2 separate regions of the Mus musculus genome follow, and region 2 is linked to region 1. Evidence: chromatin contacts called from public HiChIP or PLAC-seq data. All regions are on one chromosome and are shown on one strand. Each heading gives the region's core, a stretch centred on a gene start, on an enhancer-like site or on the middle of the called end of the contact. The rest is flanking DNA. Distances are from core to core; before and after follow the strand shown.

Evidence for each region. HiChIP or PLAC-seq counts read pairs in DNA pulled down with a chosen protein or histone mark.
Region 2: an H3K27ac HiChIP or PLAC-seq map of stem cell-derived neural progenitor cells shows a contact between it and region 1, with 5 times the contacts expected there. The contact joins two enhancer-like sites. A contact is called at or near these places in 2 of 39 promoter capture datasets (maxillary cranial neural crest and stem cell-derived epiblast-like cells), 2 of 15 datasets of contacts at CTCF or cohesin (the NIH/3T3 cell line and large pre-B cells), 1 of 484 Hi-C or Micro-C datasets (bone marrow-derived macrophages) and 1 of 115 datasets of contacts at active chromatin or transcription factors (stem cell-derived neural progenitor cells).

Annotation. Positions count from the first base shown.
Region 1 is chr14:61,330,240-61,335,243 of GRCm38.p6, forward strand. No RefSeq gene overlaps it. Among named protein-coding and RNA genes, the nearest start is that of Gm25716, 10 kb to the right of the region's middle. Within about 2 kb of position 1,267, at least 57 of the 459 cell types and tissues checked have an H3K27ac peak or open chromatin away from gene starts, as enhancers often do. A contact at or near this core is called in stem cell-derived neural progenitor cells, where this site is marked.
Region 2 is chr14:62,224,594-62,229,968 of GRCm38.p6, forward strand. No RefSeq gene overlaps it. Among named protein-coding and RNA genes, the nearest start is that of Gm35419, 56 kb to the left of the region's middle. Within about 2 kb of position 2,263, at least 47 of the 459 cell types and tissues checked have an H3K27ac peak or open chromatin away from gene starts, as enhancers often do. A contact at or near this core is called in stem cell-derived neural progenitor cells, where this site is marked.

The DNA of each region.
Region 1 (5,004 bases), core at 17-2,516:
GGTCAGGCAAGGGGAAGGGGGCTCACATAATTGAGGATTCTCTCTCCTGGATTTAGGACTATCCCCTGGTCCTCTCCTGGCTGGAACAGAGAGTCGCTGACCCCTCACCCCTTTATGGTTGTTCTGAGATGTCCCCCTCTCTGGAAGACAATGATGATAGAATACACTCAGGGCCTGTTCCATAAATAACTGCTTGAGCTGAAGCAGGAAAGCCAGTCTAAGGAGGGTTTTTAACGTGCTCAGTCTCACAGGAGCACATGTTAAGCGCTGTACCAACCATTCCGGAGAAAGCTAAGAGGCAGGGGAGCACGCCTCTTGCAGAGCGAGCGGTTCCAATCCTCTTGCAGAGCGAGCGGTTCCAATCCAGTCTCACTGAGCACACAGCTAGGATCTAGCTCTGTGGCAGTGTAGCCGCAGATCCTCCCTCCCGTACCCATGGCACCAGGCAGACCTCTCAGCTTTCCTTGCCAAGTTCTTTGGTAGAATATGATAATCGTCTTTGGGGTTCATGGGATTAATGAGGGCTGGACAATACAGCGAACAGAAGTGCTTTGAAGAGGGACAGATCTGCGCTGGGCACTAACAACAGTCAGGCTTTCCTTGAATGCCTGCCAAGTTGGCATCCCAAATCCACTCCATTCTCTCTTCCACTTACTGCCTAACAAATGGAAAAGGCAAATGAACGGCGGCGGCGTGCGTGGCTTTTATCATGGACACCCTACACCCAAACCCAAGAGTGTTAGGGGAAGGGCCCATTGTCTGGAGATTTTTGAACTCAGACCTTGAAAGAACCGATGTCCTCGGAGCTCACTGTTCTACCCTCCCCCAGCCTTGCCCTAAAAACTCCAGATGCTAAAAATACCCTGGCCACCTGCTGCCCAGGGAGACAGTAAATCACGGGCCTTCTAGCACTAGAATCCCAGCCAGGCCTGGTTCAAGGTGGCCCCGGGCACAAACCCACGAGGTTAAGTTCACGTTTCTCCACCCAGGCTGCTACTAGCAGCTTTCCCTACTGCCCAGGAGGCTACAGGCAGAAGGGCCCAGAGCCAACGGGACCAGCTTGAACTTTCTGGAGCCAACGTGCCGAGTGGGTGAGGGGCAGTCTGGGAAAGGGCTGCTGGGGAAGGAGGCTCCAGGGAAAGGGAGCTGATGAGGCCACAAGAAGCAACTGCTTTACTGTATTAGAATACGGTCTGCACAACCACAAGTTGCCATACTGCGCTGTCTTGTTATTCGGAGGCCACCAGATGGCGCTGTTAACAAGGAACTCATGTATCTGTGGTGTGTGCTATTCCCTAGATGGGAAGAGAATTACTGGAGACAGCTCTTGCTTGACCTGGGCACACAGTGGCACATGGAGGAAATTTGCTACACACACACACACACACACACACACACACACACACACACACACACACACACACACCTCTAAACCAAAACACAGGCAAGAATGTCAAAGGTCAATTCACTTTCATTCTTAACACAGGACCACAGGCAAGAAATGAGAGGCAAATTAAATTTTAATGGACTTTTCAGCAAAAGGTTTCATCAACAAAGACAGTTGTGGGGACAAGTGCAGATTATATTTGAAAATTTGGGGATCCCTGAGAGTTTTCTAGAAAGCTATGTTATTACAGGTAACTGCTATCACACCAGTCAGTGGTGGCACATACCATTAATCCCAGCATACCAAAGGCAAAAACAGGCAGATACCTGAGTTCAAGGCCAGTCAGGTCTATAGAGTAGGTTCCAGGACAGCCAGGGCTACACAGAGAAGCCCTGTCTGGAAAACCAAACCAAACCAACCAACCAACCAACCAAAAACAATAATAAAAAGACAAACTGCTGTCAATCAGCTGCACGGTCCAATCAGTAAAATATAAAAACAGAGCAGTGCATAAGCTACAAGATAAGTGATGACGTTAAGGGCTACTCAAGTGTAATGAGTAGATCCACGTGATTGGAAATTACTTTGTGGTGGTTTGAATGAGAGTGGCCCCCCCTAGGCTCACGTGAGAATGCTTGGTCCCCAGTTGGTGGAACTGTTTGAAGGATTAGGAATGTGGGCTTGTTGGAAGAGGACTGACTGCCTTTAAGTTTTCAAAAGTCCAGGCTATTCTCAGTGTGTTCTTTCTTCTCTCTGCCTCACATAGACCACGGTGCAAGCTCTCAGCTACTGCCCCAGCACCATCCCTGCCTGCCTGCCTGCCTGCCTGCCTCCCACTATGTTTCCCACCATGATGATCATGAACCATGAGCCTCCAACTATAAGTTATATATAACTATATTATAACTTCCTTTATAAGTTACCTTGGTCATGGTGTTCTGTTATGCCGGGAGAAAAGTGACTAAGAAACACAGATCATCATCATCATCATCATCATTATTATTATTATTATTTGTGCATAGCTCACCTTCAACTGAGTGACTTTCAGATCTTTTATGTTCCTGGGGATGCATCTAATATTGTGTGTAATCCTTGCTGTTGGAGTAGAAAGACCACGTTTTTGTTGATGTTCCTGTTTTGGAGGCATGGTCCTGTTATTGTAGCCCAGTTGGCTCTGGACTGGAGCTTCCTCTGCCTCGGCCTTAGTTACCACCTTGCTGGGAGGTATACTTTTAAGTTGACTTTGACCTAATTCATGGGTGCTCTCACCCTGTGTCCCTCGGATTTCTTCCGGATAAACGACTTTTACACACAAATCTAGAATTCCAAGTACGCCCTGGGAAGGGTGTACAAAAATTACTATAGACCCCACTCAGGGCCATTTAAGTAACAGAGACACAGGCTCCAAGAAGTGGCCAAGGTACGGCTTCAGGGAGAGAAGGGATTGAACCAGGACCTAACTGCAGCACAATGGCCACACTGCAGCCTCTCTTCCAGAGTTGGAAAGAGGCCATTTAATACTTTCAAGTAACAGTCTACTTCCTCCAATCACACAAACATCTGAGGAAACTGGCTTCGAAAGTCAAGGATGATTGCTAGCAACTGTTGGGCTGCATCCTGCCTCATTGCTGGGGTGCCTAGAGCGGCTGGCATGCCACTTAGGGGAGGCAAAACAGTTTGCAATGGGGGGAGCCATGTTTTCCTGGGTGGGAAGCAGAGGCGTCTGGGATGGCTGCTGTGGCTCCCCGTCTCCTGTGTACACAGGCATCACTGCTGTACCACTGGGAGTCTGGAACGGGGATCCTCAGTCCATACTTCCCTTCAGGACCTTCATGAACCAAGCAGGAAGAGGAAGGCAGAGCCCTGTATGGGGACTGAACCTGGTTTGGTTCCGAGTGAGTGCCCAGAGTGTGGAGGGGCTGGAAGAGAAGAGAAAGCCTTCCTTGGGAGATTTAAGCACAGTTCTTTATGCCAAAGGCCTCCCCCCATGGCGATCTTTGATGAAGGGACAGTCCTTGCTTGTTCAAACTGCTTTATTTGATGGTGACTATGAATGCATATGCCTTACTCAGGGTGAACTAGGGATTAAATATCTTTTGCAGGAAGGAATGTCCAGGAAGGGAAGCTCATTGGCTGAACACTAGGGGCCTATCTAGAGACTTCATTAGCATGGAGAACATCAGGTTTTTAATGCTACGTGGCTGGCTGCCATGGTCCTCTCAGTGGGGTGACATTTACATGTTCCAAAGCAGGTAGAGTTTGGCAGGACCTGGCTCCACACCTCAGTTCTGAGCTTCATGGGGTTTGAGGTCACTCAACCTTACCACTTCTTGTGTCTGGTGGCACAGTTCACTTGCCCCACAACCAACCAGCTTCTGCTATGGGCACAGATTCCTCAAAAGTGAAGGCCTTTTCAAACTACCCACCATTATATTGTGTGGGATGTGGAGAGCTGTGGCTTGAAAAATGGAAAACTAATGAAAAAGGAGAGAGACTCGTCAAGTTAATACACACAGAGAAAAATCTTTAGGAAGCTGAAAGCAAGTTTGTCATACTGGTCTTCTCTGACCAGTTGAACCCTCTCTACAGCCCCTCCCCTTCTTTCTTCCATTGAAACAGGGTCTTACCATGTTATCCAACTGGTCTCAAACTACTGGGCTCCAACGATCCTGCTGCCTCAGCCTCTTGAGTGGCTAAAACCACAGATATGGGTCACCAGTACCCAGATTGTTTTCTTCTTGCTCTTCCAGTTTCCCCTCTCAGCATTACACTTCTGTCTATTTTAGTTTGGGGTTAGGGCTGAATCCAGGGTTTCAGGCACGCTAGGGCAGCACCCTACCACTACAGCCAAGTCTGTGTAATAAAGCAAGTTTTAAAGGAAATTCAACAGCAAAGCATAATATATCAGACTATTAACTTCTAAGGATTAACCAATGGGTGTGACTGCTTCCTATGGGGAAAGATGATGATTCTGGGGAATGTACTAAGTCTGGGGTCTGCAGGGATATCCAGGTGAGATGCAGACTCTCCATGTAAGAGTGAGTGGAAGATGCTAGTACCCTCTTCCACCTATGTCTGGTAGGCCTACTACTTCAGGGCATTCAAAGTTGGGGAAGTATGGCAGTTAGCATGCTTATTTGAGGCCTTGCACAATTATTCTCTTTAATTCATTATTTCTCATTAGAGACAAATTTGAGCTTTTATTTAAAAAAAAAAACCAAAGCAGGCACATGTATTTTAATGATAATTTTTGTCATTGTTTTTGAAACTATGTTCCACACTGTTGCACAGGCTGACCCCAAACTTCTGGAGATACTCTTGTCTGCGTCCAGGAAGCTGAAACTGCAGGCATGCACCACTATACCACAGCTATAATTGTAAGTTATAAGAAAACACATGGGGTTATTTTTCAAGCCTTGTATTAGGGCTCTCTAGAAGAAAAGAATCAACCAAGCAAATTAATCAGTGAATCTGTTCATCGATTGTCTACATGAATTAAATGATTTAGTCAATCAGCTAGTGTTACAATAGTGATGCTCGGTCCCTGAGGCTAGGTGCCTTGGCAGATCCAACCTGGTCCTGCACACCTACAGGATTCCTGGAGAGCCGCTGGTGCT
Region 2 (5,375 bases), core at 1,013-3,512, 900 kb after region 1:
GGGGCCGCACACTTAAAGAAAACTGGCTCCTCGTCCTTCTGAAGCTATCAACTAGAGTTAGGGTTCATGGGCTTGATTGGCCTGAGTTGATGTAGGTCTAGTGCAGATGACCACAGCTGCTCTGACTCATGGGAGGAGAAGTCCTGTCACATCCAGAAGGCACTGTTTCACACAGATAGGTTCTCCTGGACTTCTGGCTCTTTCACTTTTTCCACAGCATCTTCCACAGTGAGCCTTGGGATAGAGGCAGGGATGCGCATGTCATATTTGTGGCTGAGCACTACACAGACACGGGTTCTCTGTATTTGACTAGTTATGAGTCTACCTTAAAGACCATCTGCTGCAACAACTTCCCCATGGGATCTGAAGCAGCATTGCTCCTTGGGTAGAGTGATACATGCTCAGAATGTAGACAATAGCTTGATTCTAAGTCTAGTTAGTAAAAGAACAGTAATAGCCTCACTCCTAGAGCCTATGGACTCCCTAGCTACCAGTTATTGACCAAATTTATAGTACCAAGTACGCATTTCCTCATGAACTGGTTAGTTACCCCCATAGCATTCATTCCACTATTACACCCATGGGCATACTATTGTAGTTCACAGATTTTGCGGTTGGATAACACTACTAATGAATATTCTCCCTCATAAAGTGCCTAACGGTACTAGGAACACTAATCAGCATTGGGAATTCTTGGTCAGTCAGTGCCAACTTGATTTCTCCATGCCCTGTGACTGATGTGAATAATGTCTTTAGCAACGATGTGTCACGGTCAAGTTCTGGTGGGCAACTGAGAGCATGATACCCTGAATTGTTTGGGTTTCTCTGGGAGCCCCAGAGGTATAATCTCCACCCCTCTCCATTTAAATTTCTCTCCCCACCATTCCCCTCTTTCTTTCTGTCATCACCTGTGTACTATTAGTCCTCTCTCAATAGTTTTCTTCCTCCTCCTCACTAAAAGCCCCTTGATATTTTCCTGGGTTCTACAGATACTCCAAATTAAACACACATCTAGAGATTCAATACTGGGACCTCCACATGAGTGACAATGTACAGTGTTCTCCTGGTTCTGGACGGCCTCACTTAGAATAAATAAGTCAGCTGTTCTCATGTGAACTCTCAAGTCAGAGTTTAGGTGAGCTGTGGAACATGTTTTCAGGTTGGATTGTAAAGAAAAGGATAGGTGTGTGTGTGTGTGTGTGCGTGAGCATGTGCCATATACCATGTAAAAGTGTCAAGTATGTCAATTAAATTCTCAACCTCACAAATCTTTTAAAGAAAGCTCACTCTCTCTCTCTCTCTCTCTCCCTCTCTCTCTCTCTCTCTGTGTGTGTGTGTGTGTATGTGTGTGTATGTGTGTGTATGTGGGTGTGTATGTGTGTGTATGTGTGTGTGTGTGTGTGTTTGTGCACTTATGAACATGTGCTTTTGAACAGATGACACAAATGCATGAAGTCAGAGTGCTTTAGAATCACAGAACTCTGGAGAGTACAGTATTTGGTTTTGTCTAGTTTAGTCAGGTTCTCACTATCCAGATCTTGCTGACCTGCAACTCACTATGTAGACCAGGCTGGCCATGAACTCATAGAGATCTGCTTGCCTCTGCCTCCCAAATGCTGAGATTAAAATGCAGGACACTGTGGGTGGCTTAGATTGAGATATTTTACAGATGATCTCTCTCACTCACCGAAAATTTTGGCTAGAGAAACACAGGAGTGTCACAGCCCAGGTGAAGTATGTAGTTCATGCTAGAAGGTCCTAGAATGGAGATTGTTTTAGCTGGAGAGATGAATCAGCTGTCAGAGGATCTGAGAGAGCCACATGCAACTCCAGTTCCCAGGAGTCTGATGGTCTTCTCTTGCCTCCAAAGCTACTTGCATGCCTGTGGCACACATAAACACACAAAAAAATAACATACACAGATATATCCAATAATATACACAAATACATGCACAGAAGATAAAAAGTACATCTTTTGAAAAAGAATGCACTGTTTTGTGGCTTCTCTCCACGCCCCATCTGATGACTTGGCTCTTTTGTTCTTACAAAGTCACCAGAATAGGTCGCCCTCTGCTGAGCTGAGTCTGCTAGGGAAGGTTCTGCATTCACGGGCACACTCAGCTCCAGTTGGAAAGATCAGAGCTGTAAACTTTGACTTCGGCAGTTGAATGAGACATTGTTTGATGGAACTGTGTGGGCAGGGAGTCTAACAAATAACCAGTTGCCAACTCTGAAGCAAGCATGCTCTCTTTATCGCCCGATGTAGTTCTTGACGTAATGAGCATGGCTTCCAATTTTCCTTGCAAATGGGTACACTGGTGACCATGGTAACTGGCATGCTCAAAAGATGTCCTGTGAAGGCCTTTGAAAGGCTACCGACATTTATATTAGGCGGGCATAACCATGCCAACGAGTGCGTAAGAAACACCCAACTAGACAGTGCTCCTCAGAACCGAGCAGTTTCGAAATAGCATTTGTGATTCTCGTTAAGTAGAAATGAATATGACTCCATTAGAGAGGAGAGAGGCAGAGTATTTTATGTACAGCTGTGTCTTGAGGCAACATAGAGAGTACTCAAACAACAACTGCCCGTGACTGTAAAGTCTGCCTTTCACTTCTTATGCTCATTTCATCCCTGTCCCCTCCTCCCTCTCTTTCTTTCTTTTGTGTAGGTTTTTCAGAACTTAGTCTCCGGTTCCAAAGCTGGCCAGCACAGTGGTCTTGCCTGTTCCTTCACATGCCACTGGGTAGCCCTTTTATATTTAAAGCATCCTTGGTTTGTTGGTATGCTACAGCTACACTTGTGCAAAGCAGATTCTTTCTCTCCGTTCATGAGGAAAGGCAGAAGGCTAGCGGATTAATACTACCAGGGAGGAAATTAAACTCTTAAGACTCGGTGTCTACATATAATGAGATTCTAAATGTTAAAAAGCAGGAGGGATGAGTTGTGGGGTTTTCATGTGGCTGAAGAGAAGAGGATCTATTATTAGATTCGGGGTGTCTCTTGGGACAGTCTTTCTTCGGGTCCCCACCTTTTTTGAAAGGTGGTTTGTTTCTTTTTTGAAAGGATAAAAAAGGGATCTGGAGAAGGGAGCTGGTGAGTCTTTCTGATGAGAGACATGGGGAATTGAAGAACAGAATGATATGGCTAATTTTTTTGAGCCATTAGTCAGCATTTTGAGCTCATATCTTCCTGAGTCTGTTTCAGCTCTTTAACAGGTCAACCTACACATTTGTCTTTTTGAGAATTTTACACATGAGTACTGTAGTGACATAATTTCTGCCACCCCGCACCTCCTCCCATGTTGCCCAACTCCCTCTCAAATTTATAATTTCTTTTTTAATTATTGTCACTGCTCACACATATATGTGCTCAGTTGTGTTTTTATGTAAATACAGCCTGCTGCATTCATTTACTGTTGTTTGTGGATGAGAAAAAAAATCTCATGACGTGTCACCCCTAGATAAAGAGCTAAGGGCTATGGATGGCTGTGTGCATTTCTTTCCTTTTTATTTTTAAGATTTGTTTTTATTTTATGTGCATAAATACCAGCATTTATTTATGTATATATATACCATGTCTGTGCCTGGTGCCCAGAGAGGCCAAAAAACAGTTTTAGGTTCCCTAGAACTGGGGTAATAGTAGGTTGTGGACCACCATTTGGGTTTGGGGAAAGGACCTCATGACCTCTGCAAGACTAGTAAGTGTTCTGACCACTGAATGCTCTCTCCAGCCCCCATATCTCCCTCCTACTCCTCTTCTCTTTCTCCTCTTCCTCCTCCTCTTTATTCTTATCCTTTTCTTATTCTTCCTCCTCCTGCTCCTCCTGCTCCTCCTGCTCCTCCTGCTCCTCCTGCTCCTCCTCCTCCTCCTCCTCCTCCTCTTCCTCCTCCTCCTCCTCCTCCTCCTCCTCCTCCTCCTCCTCCTCTTCTTCTTCTTCTTCTTCTTCTTCTTCTTCTTCTTCTTCTTCTTCTTCTTCTTCTTCTTCTTCTTCTTCTTCTTCTTCTTCTTTTGAAATTAGGTCTTCCTATGTAGCCCTGGCTGGCCAGGAACTCAATATGCAGAACAGGTTGGCCTCAAACCCACAGAGATCTACTTGCCTCTGACTCCTGAGTATTGGGATTAAAAGTGTGTGCCACCATGCCTGTTTTCATGTCTTAAAGGAAACACAAACACGGGGAGCAGAAGCATCAATTGGGTTTCTGTTCCCAGGCCCAGGCACATGCACATGAGCATAGAATCCATAAAGTCGGTTACCTCCCTGGTCACAGTGCTTCTCGGTGCCTCCCCTAAGCTAGAGTTTGTGGCAGATGAGTGACCTGGGCCTCTGCAGCACTGCTCTTTCATTTCAGCTTCATGGTGTTTGAGGACTTTCCTACCTGTCACATCCTACACACTTGACTCCCCTTCGGCCAGCTGTTTCTTGTGGTGTGTTTTGACTATCCTTGAAACTGCCAGAAACTTCTACTTGGCTCTGAAAAAAGACATACTTTTCCACCAGGACCCTGGCTTCTCAAGACTGCCCCCAGAAAGGAAGCTAGACTGGTCTGGATTTTTCATCCTCTCCCTTTCAGTTCCAGGAGTCATTAACTATCCCCAGAGAGCTCTCTGAATAGGCCAAGGACCTGAATTGGTCAGAAATGTGTTCTTTCCTCCTGATCACACATGATATACTAGATTATCCCAGCGGATGGCTGTGTGGCTGGTATCAGCACAGAGTGGAGTGCCAGTCTTTTCTAGACTTGTGAGGAGGCCTTGAACAAATCCTTTGACTTCTCAGGATACCAGCCTACCATTTGCCAACGAAGAGTCAGTCATTATGGTACGAAGCTGTAATCTCATCACGAGGGAGGATGAAGCAGGGAGGGGTTGCAAGTTTGAAGTCAGCCTGAATTACATACATAATAAAATAAAAATAAAGTCTTAAAATAAAGTGAGTAAAAATAAATAAACAAACAAAACCAATAAATGCAGTGCATTCACAAATGGGAAAAGTGGGTTGTCGAGGTGGCTCAGTGTGCAAAGATGCTTTCTGCCAAGCCTGACAACTCCATCTCCAGATCCCACATGGTAGAAGGAGGGAAATAACTTCCTGTAAGTTGTCTTCAGACCTTTTTACATGTACTGTGGCACATGTGCGCCACAAATGTACATATACTCACATGCACACGCTCCATTAAATGAAAAAAGTAAAAATGTGATATTTTTAAAAAGGTCTGAAGAATTAGGTGTTTGAAGCAGGTCAAACAACACCATAAAATGAAGTTGTATTTTGCAGCACAGAGCAGCATTCTATTCAAAACCAATAACTGCTAAATAAGGAGGGGGGGCATGGGAAGTGAGGAGCAGCTCTTACTCAGGGACTTGACAAACA